Regions from separate parts of the Rattus norvegicus genome. Here region 2 is linked to region 1. A link is a contact called in public Hi-C data. All regions are on one chromosome and are shown on one strand. The core of a region is the stretch at or near the end of the contact, and the rest is flanking DNA. Distances in the headings are between cores, read along the strand shown.

Region 1 (6,727 bases), core at 3,400-5,899:
AGTAAGAAGTGTCGCAAATTAAAAAAAATTTCTGGCAAAAGTTATTATTTATTTTATGGCCAATCTGACCCGAAACCTAGAATGCACACTACTGAATGGGGAAGTATTTAAATTCTCTCTCAGCATACGTGCAAATTCACAGGGAGGGCCAACAGAATATAGCATGAGCACAGGTGAGCGTCCACACTCCTGAAAATGTATAGAGGGGTGTGTGTGTGTGTGTGTGTGTGTGTGTGTGTGTGTGTGTGTGTGTGTGTCTTTAAAATAACTGTGGGGCAGAGTGACAAGACTGCACAGCTTCCTTTTAATTCTCAGAATTTCTGACCTTGCAAATGCTACAATGTATCTTTAGAAAAGTTACAGCCATGCATTTTCAAGCATAAATTTTTTTGCAACTTATTTTTACTTTTATTTTCTCTCCACTAATTCATTTATTTATTCACTTTACATCCCAACTGTAGCCTCCTATCCATCCAGTTTTCCCGTCACAAAGCCCCTTCCCTACCTCTCCCCTTCTCCTCTGAGAGGTAGGAGTCTGCCCTAGGGACCAACCCACCCTGGCACATCAAGTCACTGTAGGACTAGGCACATCTACTCATACTGAGACCAGACAGGTCAGCTTAGTTAGGGAACAGGATCTACAGGCAGGCAACACAGTCCCCCAACACACACACACACACATACACACACACACACACACACATGTATGCACACACCATCACTATCAACACTACTACCCTCATATATGACAAGCATGGTGTGAGAAATGTCTTTAAATAATCATTAGATGAAATACTTTAAGTAAGTATTTGAGTTACACAGAAATTATGGGGCTGATGAGTATGCTTTGTGCATAAGAAGTTTACCATAGAAGCAACAGGACCTGAGTTAGCATCTCTAGTACCACATATTAATAAATATACAAGGCGTATCCAAAGGAGAATAAAATAAAAGTGTATAACATATGGTAGATAATATATATTTATGATACATACATATTTATATGCAGATATAGGTATAAGTATTGATACACACATATAGATATATAGATATAGATATAGATATAGATATAGATATAGATATAGATATAGATATAGATATAGATATAGGTATAGGTATAGGTATAGGTATAGGTATAGGTATAGATATAGATATAGTATTGACACACTTAGAGGTATCTTAATTTCAAATTTGGTTAGCCATTCTTGTTATCCTAGTATATTTATTACTAGGATAATGACCAATGATTTTGGAGTACTTGTTACATGCCAAGGAATTTTTTAAGAAAAGTGTGTCATATTTAATCGTTATAACTTTCCAGTGTGGTAGGTTTTATCCTGTTGACTGTTCATTCTTCTTTTAGAATCTGAAGTTCTGAGAGTTACATTATGTAACAGGTGAGGAACAGAGCCAGAATACAGTGAGTTCTAAACCAGTGTCCCCACTTTCCAGCATATTACTCGATATCTAAATGACATAAAAATGTCAGTATTCCTTTTTTTCCCTTTATTCAGTACTTCCAATATAAAATTGTCAATGGTCCACTTTGTAGGAACTGTTACAGATCCCAGAGCAGGGTAGTGTGTATTACTGCAGGCCTGAGAGGCACGTGGACGGCCATAGGTGAGATGACTGACGACTGACTCATGGGACAGCAAATGAGCTAATGGAAGGTTGATCTAGGCACTGCCAATCTTAACCATTGAGGATGGCCTGCGGTGGTGTAATCACTCTGACAATGGAAGCAGCGTGTAGCAGAAAGGCTCCACACTCATAAGAGAATCACTTAACTATTTGCCCAGCAGCTGTATGGGGCAAGAAAATACTGAATACCATGAAGGAGATGTAGATGAAGACCGGGGTTCCTTTACAGCAAGAGTAGCCATCAATCTCACCTGATTTCTCAGCTCTAGTCTACATGTTACACATGGTTTTCCCAAGACTGACATATTTACACACTTAACCAACAGTGTTGGGAAACACATCCCCTTTGCAACCTCAACATTCTTCTCTAACTCTTGTCAGGATATCTCGCTTTTCTCTCTGTCCAATCACAGAGATGTGATTTACTTTATCCATGATCGCTTTGCGGGAGGAGTTTTTGAGTTACAGAAAGCACTTAATGGGAAAGAATGTAAGAACTGTAATAGCTTTTTTCCCAATTGTTGACATTCTTTCTTTAAACAACAACAACCAATTGTGACCCTTTCTCTCTCTTTAGAATACTGTAACATTTCGACAGGTCATGTAACATGGCGTATTTATTTAAACCCTGCAAGAGTTCTGCATCTCCATGTCTTTCTTTGTTAAATGAGATTAATAATATCTACAACAGACTGCTGTGCAGGGGAAATGTCCTGCTCCATGAGAAGTAGAAATCAGAACAGGAAGTGTGTGTTAAGCATTCCATCTAGGCTAGCAATCGTTACTCTTAACGATTGTCCAAAGCAGTCAGCCCTGTGCCCATAATCAGCATTAAGCCCAACAGGGGTAAAACTCCCCCTCTTCATCCTTCAGCCAAGCACCAAATATCAGCAGTTACTAAGCATTCACTATCTATCTAATATCATTAGAACTTACTCTTGGCTGCTACATCTTTATGTACACATTTATCTATGTATACGCCCATGTATTTTTATGTACAGGAGTATTTGTTTGTATACCTTTAAAACAAACTGTCCTTTACCACCCAATTAAAGAAACATCTTGCATGCAACTCCCAGAGTTACCTGTGATTAATATCTGCCAGGTAGACTGGATTTTCAAGACGTCGAGCATGTGTTAAAACGATTGTGTTCCGAAGCACTATCTGTTAAAGACTTTCTGAACTGTGACAGGGGATATTGACAGTGCTTGTCAGACTAAACCACTATTGATTGGCTCACATCATGTGTATAGCAAAACCAATTTCTTTCAAGTGCCTCTTTCTAACCAAAATACATTATTGCAGCCTTCCTCTCTGTTTATTACAAAACCCAAGCTCATCGTATGAAGCACATCCAGCAAAAGGCTTTCCCGACAAGCGAGGCAGCAGACACAGCACAGAGAAGTGAAGGCACTTAGTAATCCAAACACTCATGCATTGCAAGTTGCTATTCGTTTTGAAAATATTGATTCCTTGCAGTCTTTGTTTTCATTTTACAATCCCCGTGAATAGGGAACAATCATAGGACTAAGAGTGCTTTGCTGTTATTTACTGCTCTGTGGCTCTCACGGTCTCTCCTACTGAAAGAAACTATTCCAAGCATTGTGTATATGTTAAACTTGTGGGAAAGAACGTGTTTATGTTTGGAGGTCTCTGCTCCCCTGCTGATAAACACACATAGCCCTAAACACTCAAGTGCGAGTATGTGCATGCGCTCTCGCGCGCGCGTGCGTGCACACACACACACACACACACACACAGAGAGAGAGAGAGAGAGAGAGAGAGAGAGAGAGAGAGAGAGAGAGAGAGAGGAGGGGGAGGAATATGTGTGTGAGTCTTTTCCCAAACTTTAGGCTATTTTCTTTACTTAGTGATTTAGGCCATCTTTGGACATGTGCTACATGTTGTACAGTTTTGCTGTGAACTTGAATTTGCATTGTACCTCTTCCCCCAGGAGAGAACATTTCTTGTGGAAACAATACTGTTCTGTAGCAAAACTCAGTTCTCATAATACCCCTGTGAATGGGGAAAATTCCATCTTTTTTTTTCCTTTACTAGAACATAGAATCATTTAAAAAAAATCCCCAAATGACTTATCCATAAGCAGGGTCTGATGCCAGCATGTCTCTGCGGAGTATAAAAGAGTGACCCCAACCCAAAGACCTTTCAGTATCAGTTTTACCAGGTAAGCAACGGCTGGGGAAAACCAAGCCGGCCATTCCTAAGTTTCTAGGATAATTCTCAGAGTATTTTCCAAATTGCTGTCCCTGTATGACTTAACTCCGATGATGAAAACAGCATAGACTTTCACTAACCCTGCAAACACTTTAATTAATCTGGTCGGCTGCCGCCAGCTTTTCTCCTAGCCAAATGTGCCTAGAGATTATAGAAAACACACACACCCCTAGACGACCAACAAATTCTAGTCTAAAACCATCTTTCAAAAAGCCCCTTCTTGGAAAGCCACCGAGTTCCCGGGCCCAGTTTGCACATTCTGGATGGGATCTGGGCTGAGATAAGAATTCTTTATGTCTTGCCTGCAGCTCCAGACCATGTTGTAGGGCAATGGCCGCTCTGCCCTGCCTCCTTCACCCTTCCAGGTGGCCTTCTCACCCCCACATTCCCGAGCGCTGAGACCGGCGCCTGGCCTGGGTTTGCTCTCTTGGCTGGCTCGTCCTGCCTGTGCAATGACTGTAAGCGTGGCAACCTCCCGTGTCTGCTTGGTGATATCAGGGATGGGAAAATGTCAGGCCAGACACAGCCTCTCAGAAAGAAGTGTTTGGGGGGACAGAACCCTCTATTATTTGAAGAATTATTTTGACATAAGCGTCAAGCTATTTGCTCCAAAATGTGCGTGCAAAGCACTGTTGCCCACCCCCACAGGAAGTGTATTGAAAATGCATGCGAAGGGTGCGTCGGGCATATCTGAGGACACAGTGTGTAGTCTACCGCTAAGTGATCAGGGATAGCAGCATAGTTTGTCCTTACAAATGCTGACAGACAGCTGCAGTTTGCAGCTGGCAGGGAGCTTACGCTCGCTAAACAAAGATCTAGCCGGAGCCTGGTGAATACTTGGCTGTAGCGTAGTCATCATAATTCATAACATACATTTCTAAAGGAGAATTCAGAACCTAAGAAAGAGCCCAGAAAGACTCCTGTCATTTTGTTGCTTGCTGTGATCCAGATGCATGTTGCTTTGGGGCTATTTTGAAACCCCTCAGGGTCCTGTAGAGAGAGACCTGGGTCACCAGACCTGTCCCAAGTTAAACTCCTACCACTCTTTCAGGTTCCCACAGCAAAGGTTACACCAAATATTCTATTTGTTTTTTTTTTCCAAAAAGAGTCAATTCTCTCTCTCGCTCTCTCGCTCTCTTGCTCTTGCTCTCCAACTTCTCCTCTTTCCCTCTCCCCTACCCTCTTTCTTTGATTTTTAAAAACACCAGAAAATCAGAAAACCTCATTATTTTGGGCACAGTTCAGGTTGATGTCTCAGAAACATGAAATATTAAATCTGGGGGAAAAAACTGAAAAGAACAAAGTGTAAGTGTCCCCAGTTTTGGGGATGAGGAAAGACTCAATTGTGAAGTCACTTGCCCAAGGCAACAAAGGAAGAAACGGAGCAAAGCTGGAATCCAAACTTCTTAACCATCATTTCTGGTTCCTTTGTCAGCACCTCCTTTTGCCTCTTTAATCCCAGATTGACTTTATTAGAAAAATTGTTCTTAAATCCAGAAGAATGTTCAAGGGAGCCTTTTCGGCTGCTTGAGGCGCCCACTGCTGGCCCAGTGCTTCCAGTGACTGGGATTTAACTCCAAATGCAACAAATGCCATCAATTGTTTTATTCTCTGTATTCACAATTGGAGAGTTTTGAATATAATATGGAAATATATTGAAATTTATATGCATAATTATGCATAATAATATGAAAAATACATGCCCAAGGGGGGATTACAGTAGCCTTTCTTTGACATGCAATGATGCTAAGTGTTTGGCTGTGATTCTTTTCTCCAACTTTTTGGTAACCTGAAATCTGCAATAGATTATTCTTATTATTTGGGGTTTTCAGCCTTCCCTTTCCCTGGGGGACAGAGAGCTGTGTTGCCGAATGCCAGGACACCCCTCCAGATGCAGATGTCACCGAGAAGGGCTGCGTGGATATCCTTTCCATGTGTTTCTGCCTAAGCTGGGAGGGAATGGAGAGGATTGAGCTGCGGATGGGAAAATGTGCCGCGCCAAGTCCCAACCTCTCTGAAATTCCAGCTTTTGGACGTGAACAGGCCGTGATTGTGGTCCATCACAAGCTTGTTCGCTCTTGACAAAATGAAACTTATGGTCCCGAGGAAAAGAAAAAAAAAACCTTCTTGAGACATTAAGTGCCTCTTATATAAAATAACACAGCGATGGCTCAAGACCTGAGGAGTTAGAAATGTGCAGATTGAATGACTTTAAAATACACATAGGTTTCGAACCAAAAGAAAAATGCACTTAAGAAGAAAGTATTTTGACTTATTTCTAAAATATGGCTGGAAACATTAAGCAAACTTAAAATGAAGCTGCACCACATTCTCATTTTGACTTAAAGATCTACTTTAAATAACGCAACAGATGTAGTCATCAGCGTGGATTCCTAACACGGACATTATGAATGGCGAGGAAGACAGGGTGAGTCTTGGGTAATAAAAGAACTACTGTTATTGCTAGTCCTTAATCCCTCAAACTCTCAAAGTAGAGGCAAAGGAGTACAAGAGATTTATTCTGGCAGGGTCCTACTCCCATCCCAGGTTTTTGTAGCAGTGAGAAATACCCATCAAGAAATACCTCCCCCAGTTAGCCAACGAAGTACAAGTTTAGCTGTTTGCACTCTACGGCACAGATGAAAAATTAAAAAGCCACCTGTGTGAGAAGCAGTCCCAGTCACAGACAGGTGCTGTCTCACAAGGAAAGTAGGGCCAGAGCTGGGTATCATGGGTGGCCCTTGCAAAGGAAAACATGTGAATTGCTGTATTGTAAGGAAATGGTCAGCTGAGAATTGTTCTAGGTCACCTGGCAGTTTGGCGGAAATATTTCTTCCGCCAGGTTTG
Region 2 (6,660 bases), core at 522-3,021, 1.0 Mb before region 1:
CGAGGTTTTGTTCAGTTTGCTCCGGGAGCTGTTTCTTCGCCTCCACCTTTTTCTCCCCCACACTTCGCGGCTTCTTCATGCTTTTTCTTCTCACCATTTCTGGCCAAAACTACAAACAAGACTTCGCAGGTAGGTCCCCCCCCCCCTTCTTTTCCTCCTCTTTTTATCCTTTTTTGGTGTGCTTGTCCCCCATCCTCCCTCTCTAATTTTCTCATTTCGAGTGGGGATGTTAGTCTGAAGAGAGCCGGGTGTCTGTGGACAGGAATTTCAGGTGGTTTTAGCTCCTCGGTGGCAGACTTTTCCCAAGAGTGGCTTCTTTGCTTTCTCTTGCTTTCCTTTAGTCTCTCTTTCCTTCCCTCTCCCTTTCCCCACCTCCCCCAGTAATTTGCTCTGTACCTGTCCATTCAGGTAACCAAAGGTGTTTTTTGCTACATAGTCTAGGAAAAGTTTTGCTGAGAACTGTATGGCTGGGGTAAAAAAACTCATCAAGTGGAGAGCTTCTGCTTTGTTCTCACACCGACTTCCAATTCATTATATCCAGCAATTAAAACTTGGCAAATACCTGTTAATAATTATAAAACTTATTCGAGAAAGACCTACCAAATTCGGGAGCAAGTCCTTCTCTTAGACATGGTAGTCTAATCTTTCCCACCGGAGAAGGCTGTTTTCTAAGCAGAAACTTGACTGTTTTTGTCTGCCTAGCGAGTTTCATTTCTTTATTTCATTCTTTGTGTGTGTGTGTGTGTGTGTGTGTGTGTGTGTGTGTGTGTGAAGTAACACCTCACTTCTGTGATTATAAATAAAGAAGTGAAAGTTCTCTTGGAACTTGAGTCGTTTACCAAAGTGAATTGGGGGGGGGGTCCACTACAGCTGGGAAGAAAACTGCTGTCAGGATAATAGGGTTAAAATTAGGGTAACTTTTGAAATTATATTTTAAATGACCAAGTAATATACACATGGATTTTTTTTATGGAACCTCTCTCTCTCTCTCTCTCTCTCTCTCTCTCTCTCTCTCTCTCTCTCTCTCTCTCTCTCTCTCTCACACACACACACACACTCACACACACACCCTTCCAGACTTTGAGACTGAAAAGTTGGAGTTCAGGAGTCACAGACATAGTGGTGAGCTCAGCTAACATAAATGTGTTTATCTCCCACCTACTTACGTGTTTCCCATGCTACCCCTCTAACGAGGAGGGCAAGAGTGCTTGTTCCAGAAATTAAGACTAACATTCACAAATAAAGTTTACAGCATAAATGCCATGTCTTTCCCTCACACACATACTGGCTCATAAAGCTAGCAACTTATTTTATTAAATATATATTTTATATGCAGTGGCGTGTAAGTCTCAGCAGAAATCAGACAGGCCAGCTGTTTCATCCCACAGACTTGTGTGACCATTTCTTTATTCCAGGATCCCCCCCCCGCAAAAAAAAAAATTCGAATTAATAGGACAGACAAGAAATGATTTCTTTTTAAATGTGTCAAACTTGAAATCTACCCTGTATGCCTAGGTAAATTTAAAGTGCTTTCTACAACACCCACTTCCCCTTCTCTCTGCCCCCCTTCACCCCCGCTCAGCAAATGTGCGGAAACTGATACTCACTTTCCAGGTTTTCCGCAAAGCTTGTGGCACCGGAGACAATAGGTGCAGGGTGTAGGGACTGGGCGTGCTGGGCGGCAGAGAAAGGGTTAATGGCCCTTGTGTTACAGTTTGCATCTGTTACATCTTTTATAGCCCGCTGTTTAAACTAATCCTCGAGGCACAGCATCTTCCCACCCCGCGGAGTTTCAGGGCTCTCCTCTTCTCCGGCCTGCCTCCGAGGTTCCCCTTCTCCAAGTTTTGACAGTTTGAGCTCAAAGAATGCAGCGCCTCCCTCGATTTTTAGGTACAAAAGTTTCGAAGCCAGAGAGGACAAGATCCTTTAGAACAACTTAAATAGTGGTCACGGACTTTCTCTTTCCTTTCTTGAGAGGGAAAAAAAAATCTACTGGAAGAATTTAAGGAAATCAGTGTGGGGAAACGTGTGTGTGTGTGTTTGGGGGGGGGGGGGCTTAAGTAAATATTGTCCAAGTGGTGAGGTTGGGGGAGGAACAATGTCCAGAGAGGCTTATAATTATATTTCTTTTGCCGGGTAAAATGGGAAATCTTAATTTGGGGGCGGAGGGTGTAGGGAAAGAGACAGTGCCTCGATAAACTCCAAAGGGGAGGGGAGGGGTCGCGGGGCGAGTGGGCTTCCTGTAATTACTATTATCAATTTACCCGAGTGTGCTTCATCCAAGGGCTGTTTTGCGTTGTTTGTTACTTTTTTTCCCTCTTGGGAATGGGGGGTCGGAGGAGGGATGAGAAAAGATGAGAGCGAAAGACCCCCTCTCCAAGTTCCCGAGCCCGGCTGAGGACTTTTCGGAGGAAGGGGTCCGCCTAGCCTTGAGTCAAGCAGTCTTACTGTACCGCTGTGTGCATTCCCTCATACGGTCAGGAGTTATGACTCATTTTGAAGATGTAATTCTTGTCTCTGATCCCCTCGCGAGTGCAACACACCAAACAGTAACAACACAAAGCGCCTCGGGGCCAAGGCTGGGGGTGGGGGGCGGGGAGGGGGCCGCCGAAGTTTCGCTTTGGCGCTGGGGGCGCGGATGGGTGCTCACCCGGGCCCTGGCCCGGATCCCCTGGGCGGCCCGCGCGCGTTTCAATGGGCGCGGACGATGCCCACATTGTCGCTGTGTTTGGTTGCTAGATCGAGCCTGCGTGCTGCCGAAGCAGGGCGCCGAGTCCATGCGAACTGCCATCTGATCCGCTCTTATCAATGAAGCAGCCGATCATGGCGGATGGCCCCCGGTGCAAGAGGCGCAAACAAGCCAATCCCAGGAGGAAAAACGGTAAGAAGAGGCCCGAACCAAACTTTTCCGGGCCACTCGGCGGCCCGAGACCAGGGGAAAGGGGGGGACAGGGAGAAGGAAGCCTGTGGCGGCGCCTGGGGCTCGCGGGCGAGCCTCCCTCGGCGGCCAGCGCCGGAGCCCCACGCGCGGCCGCTGTACCGGGGGGGAGTTAAGCAAGTGCGGGGCCAAGTGAGCGCCGGGCGCCGGGAGGGGGGGCTCCGAGCGCTACCGATCGGACCTGCGCCCCACTCCGCGGCCCCGGCACCCCCGCTGCCTCCGCCCGCTCTGCTTCCCGGCCCGCAGGTCGCCGGCCCCGCGGTTGGAGCGGCCGGCGAGGGCAGGGCGGGGGCTCCGGCGCTCGGGCGCGCTGGACCTCGGGGCGCGGGCTAGCGAGGGTGGCAGGAGGGCGGCGAGAGCATGGGAGGGGACCCGAGGCTGCTTCTCCGCCAGCCTCAAAGTTTCTTGCTGGAGTCGCCGGGCCGCCTCTCTGTGCGCCAAGTAACGGTCCGCGGGCAGCGGGCCCTGGCCAGACGCGGGGAACCGGGGAGTAGGAGGGACTGGCCGGGAGCTGCGGGCTGGGGACCCGGCTTCTCTGCAGCAGGCTCCGGCCCCGCTCCGGGCCAGAGAGTGGGGCGAACAGAGACTTTTCCCGGTAGTTGCTCCTCTACGGCCGGGAGGAACCCGGGAGGAGCCCGTTATTCCAGGCTGAGTCAGGAAGGAGGAAAGAGATGGGGGTGAGAGGGAACACGCAGACCAGAGGTGGCAGATTAAAGGGGTGTGTATTGCGAGAGTTTAGGTCCATTTTGGAAAGGGACTGTGTAAAAGTGTGTGTGTGTGTGTGTGTGTGTGTGTGTGTGTGTGTGTGTGTGTGAGAGAGAGAGAGAGAGAGAGAGAGAGAGAGAGAGAGAGAGAGAGAGACCCCCTAGGTATTACCCTCAAACAAAATCGTGGGAATAAAAGAGAAAAGTGATTGGCAAGTGCGCGGAAGACGCTTGGGGGAGGGGAGAGAGTTGGGGGACGACAGAGGGTGCAGGGGGTGGGTGCTGACGGAGGATACTGAGTTTTAAAAGGAAAAAAAATGAAAAGAAACGGGGGGGGCAGCCCCTCAAAACAAACAAGCGATCCAGCCGCGCCAGCCCAGAATCGGAAAGGAAACTTCACTCTCCTTTCGCTCTCAGCCCGCTCACTGGGCACGGGCGGTCTAGACGCTTCTGAGCTGGGCACTAGGGTGGTAGCACACACCCGGGGATCGCTCCCCAAGCCCGCGCCTGGAGAGTACTGTTCAGATCCACTTGGAACAACTTTCCACCAGAGAAGACAATTGTGCGCTCCCCCTAGCTTGCCTCAATGCTGCACCGCTTGCAAAGGGTTGGGGGGGGGGGGAGTGCAGTGTGGGAGTTTGGGGTCCTGGAGGGAGTAAAACACAAAGACTAAATGATTCTGTTTAGAGACAAATAATCTCCCCCCCCTCCTCTCCTGTCTCTTATCGTGTGTGTGTGTGTGTGTGTGTGTGTGTGTGTGTGTGTGTGTGTGTGTGTCTTTTGCTTGTTGTGGTGGAGGTGCGGAGCCATATGGGTGAGTGATAGAGGAATTTTAGTCAAAAACTGTTCGTTATGTTACCCTGCCTTTCCTCTTTGTGCTGTCTTTGATCTGTTTGCTTGGCTTAGTATTACAAAAAACAAGGACAATAATATATTCCAAGCTGGTCCCCAAGATTCGGTTCAGGCTGCCTCTTTTTAAGTATGTGTGTGTGTGTGTCTCTCTCTCTTTTAATTTAATTTTTTCTTCATTGCTGCCTGGCATTATTTAAGGTGGTTCTTACACAGGAGACCTCCCCTTCTCCATCTCTGGGTAATTTAGTAGACACTAAAATTACATCCAATGTTCCCCTCTCCTCTCTCGTGTTTCCTCTGTTCCCTTTATTAAATGTTAGTTATTGATTTTCTAAAATCAATGTCTGTTGTGGGGCTTCCCCCCTCACAAGTATCTAAAGCATAGTGCTGCTCATCTGGATAACAAAAGCTTTGTGTCATGAAGTGCCCCCCCCCATGTTAAACAGTTTTTTTTTTTAAGAAAGGACAATGAGATTTAAAGTTAAGCAACCAGAAATATTCTTCTGCAGTGAAGACTGTTTGAAGTGTTTGTTTCTTCCTGCTCTTCCTCCTTCTTCTACCTTCATGATTTTGCTGTGAAATACCAACCTGGCTCCAGCAGGGAGGTCAGGCCACAGCCCAGTTTGGGGACTGGGAGAGATTCTGGCTTCTTGAGAACTCGGGTGGTACAAGCTACTGGGGCCTCACAGGTAATACAGTGGACCAGGGAGGGGTGCAGTCAGGGACACCAACCATTTCTCTCATGTTCAGCCATTAATTTGGGACAAGCTTCCACATTCTGAAGTGGATAAAGTTGAACTTTGATTTTTTTTTGGTTTCTTTTTCTCTTTCTTTTCTTTTCTTTTCTTTCTTTCTTTCTTTCTTTCTTTCTTTCTTTTTAAGGCATTTATCCCAGACCCTAAACGTTCCCCAGCAGCTCTGTGGATTGCCCACACCATATCTGACTTTAACTATCACCTGTCTCTTTTTCCAAAGAGCCCTCGAGAAAGCACGCTGTAAGCTGGGGACTTACTTGCCAGTGTTTTCATTAGGTTCAGTCTGACTTAGCAGTGTGTAGGTCTTGAGAAGCAGGTAGGAGAGCTCAGACCATCTTTTCCCCATTTTCTTTCTCATCAAATACATACCCAGTGCCTTTTCCTTTGGGAATTGCCAGGATTTATCTGAACTGAGTGGGTTTTTCTTCTTTCCTGGATTCCTGGAAAAGATGTCACTTTTGAGCTTGTGTCTTTGCTGATAACACTGAATATGGCGATGCTTATCAACATCATATAGAAATTCCTGGAAAGGAATAATAGCAACAATAATCACAGAAGCTGCAAGGGGGAGAAAAGACCCAAGACCTAGAATGGCACTTTATATAATTTTAATGAAGTCACCAGCGTGTGTGTGTGTGTGTGTGTATGTGTGTGTGTGTGTGTGTGTGTGTGTGTAGAGTAAGGTGGCAAGGAAGGGAAACCGGCAGAGCAGTGTCTGTGTGTTTGAAAGGCTGGTCAGAACCACGGTGATGTGAAGTATTATTTTTAAAAGAAGCCCAGGCAAAAGAGGCAGATGGGGGGGGGGCACAAATAGAGAAGAACAATCTAAAATATCCAAGCACCAATATTCTTCAGGCCGGCAGGATGCCCCGTAAAGACAGTGCCAGGACCAAGTTAAGAATGGCTGGTAGTACCTCTCCTTCCGTCCACAGGGAAAGCAGAAAAACCTCTTCCTAGAAAACAAGATGTGCGTGGAGGGAAGGAGAGGTGGGGTTAGGGAAAGAGGCATTAAAGCAAATAGGCAGCAGACAAGAATGTGTGTAGGTTTCAAGAAAGTTCAGTCAGATGATCCTCAGCCGCCTGACTCACTTTGTAACACTTTCACTAAGGCTGGAGAGGAGGGGGAAAGCCAGCCCCCCTTTATAGTCCTCTGATTATACCCCCACTATCTCCACATAGCCTTGGAAGCAGGAATGAGCTCTCCAGAATGGAAAGGTTCTGATGCAGTCTGCCACCACTTGCAGCCTGTTTGTAACTTGAAAAGTTTGGGGCTTTCACCCCTGATTTTAGACAGCAGGTCCTAGAATGCTACCGTTTCCTTCTTGTTTAGTAACCATCTGGGAAGAAAGGCCTGCTTGCCCAGTCCCCCAGCTTCCACCACCAGCCTCTGGAAAAATCACAGGGACATATG

The links. Hi-C and Micro-C count contacts between places; a contact is called where the count stands out from the background.
Region 2: a Hi-C map of the A7r5 cell line shows a contact between it and region 1, with 12 times the contacts expected there. The contact joins the promoter of Zeb2-as1 here to the enhancer-like site in region 1. A contact is called at or near these places in 3 of 12 Hi-C or Micro-C datasets (the A7r5 cell line, Schwann cells and psoas muscle) and 1 of 1 datasets of contacts at active chromatin or transcription factors (oligodendrocytes).

Annotation. Positions count from the first base shown.
Region 1 is chr3:48,739,488-48,746,214 of GRCr8, reverse strand. The region is part of intron 8 of Arhgap15 (Rho GTPase activating protein 15); the gene reads right to left. Among named protein-coding and RNA genes, the nearest start is that of Arhgap15, 340 kb to the right of the region's middle. Within about 2 kb of position 4,649, at least 29 of the 93 cell types and tissues checked have an H3K27ac peak or open chromatin away from gene starts, as enhancers often do. A contact at or near this core is called in the A7r5 cell line and Schwann cells, where this site is marked.
Region 2 is chr3:49,747,613-49,754,272 of GRCr8, reverse strand. Zeb2-as1 (ZEB2 antisense RNA 1) reads right to left here and starts at 1,771. Exons shown (of 3, transcript NR_132636.2): 1 at 1,608-1,771; 2 at 1-109. It overlaps Zeb2 (zinc finger E-box binding homeobox 2), which reads left to right. Exons shown (of 10, transcript NM_001033701.2): 1 at 1-129; 2 at 2,740-2,881. The coding sequence starts at 2,809.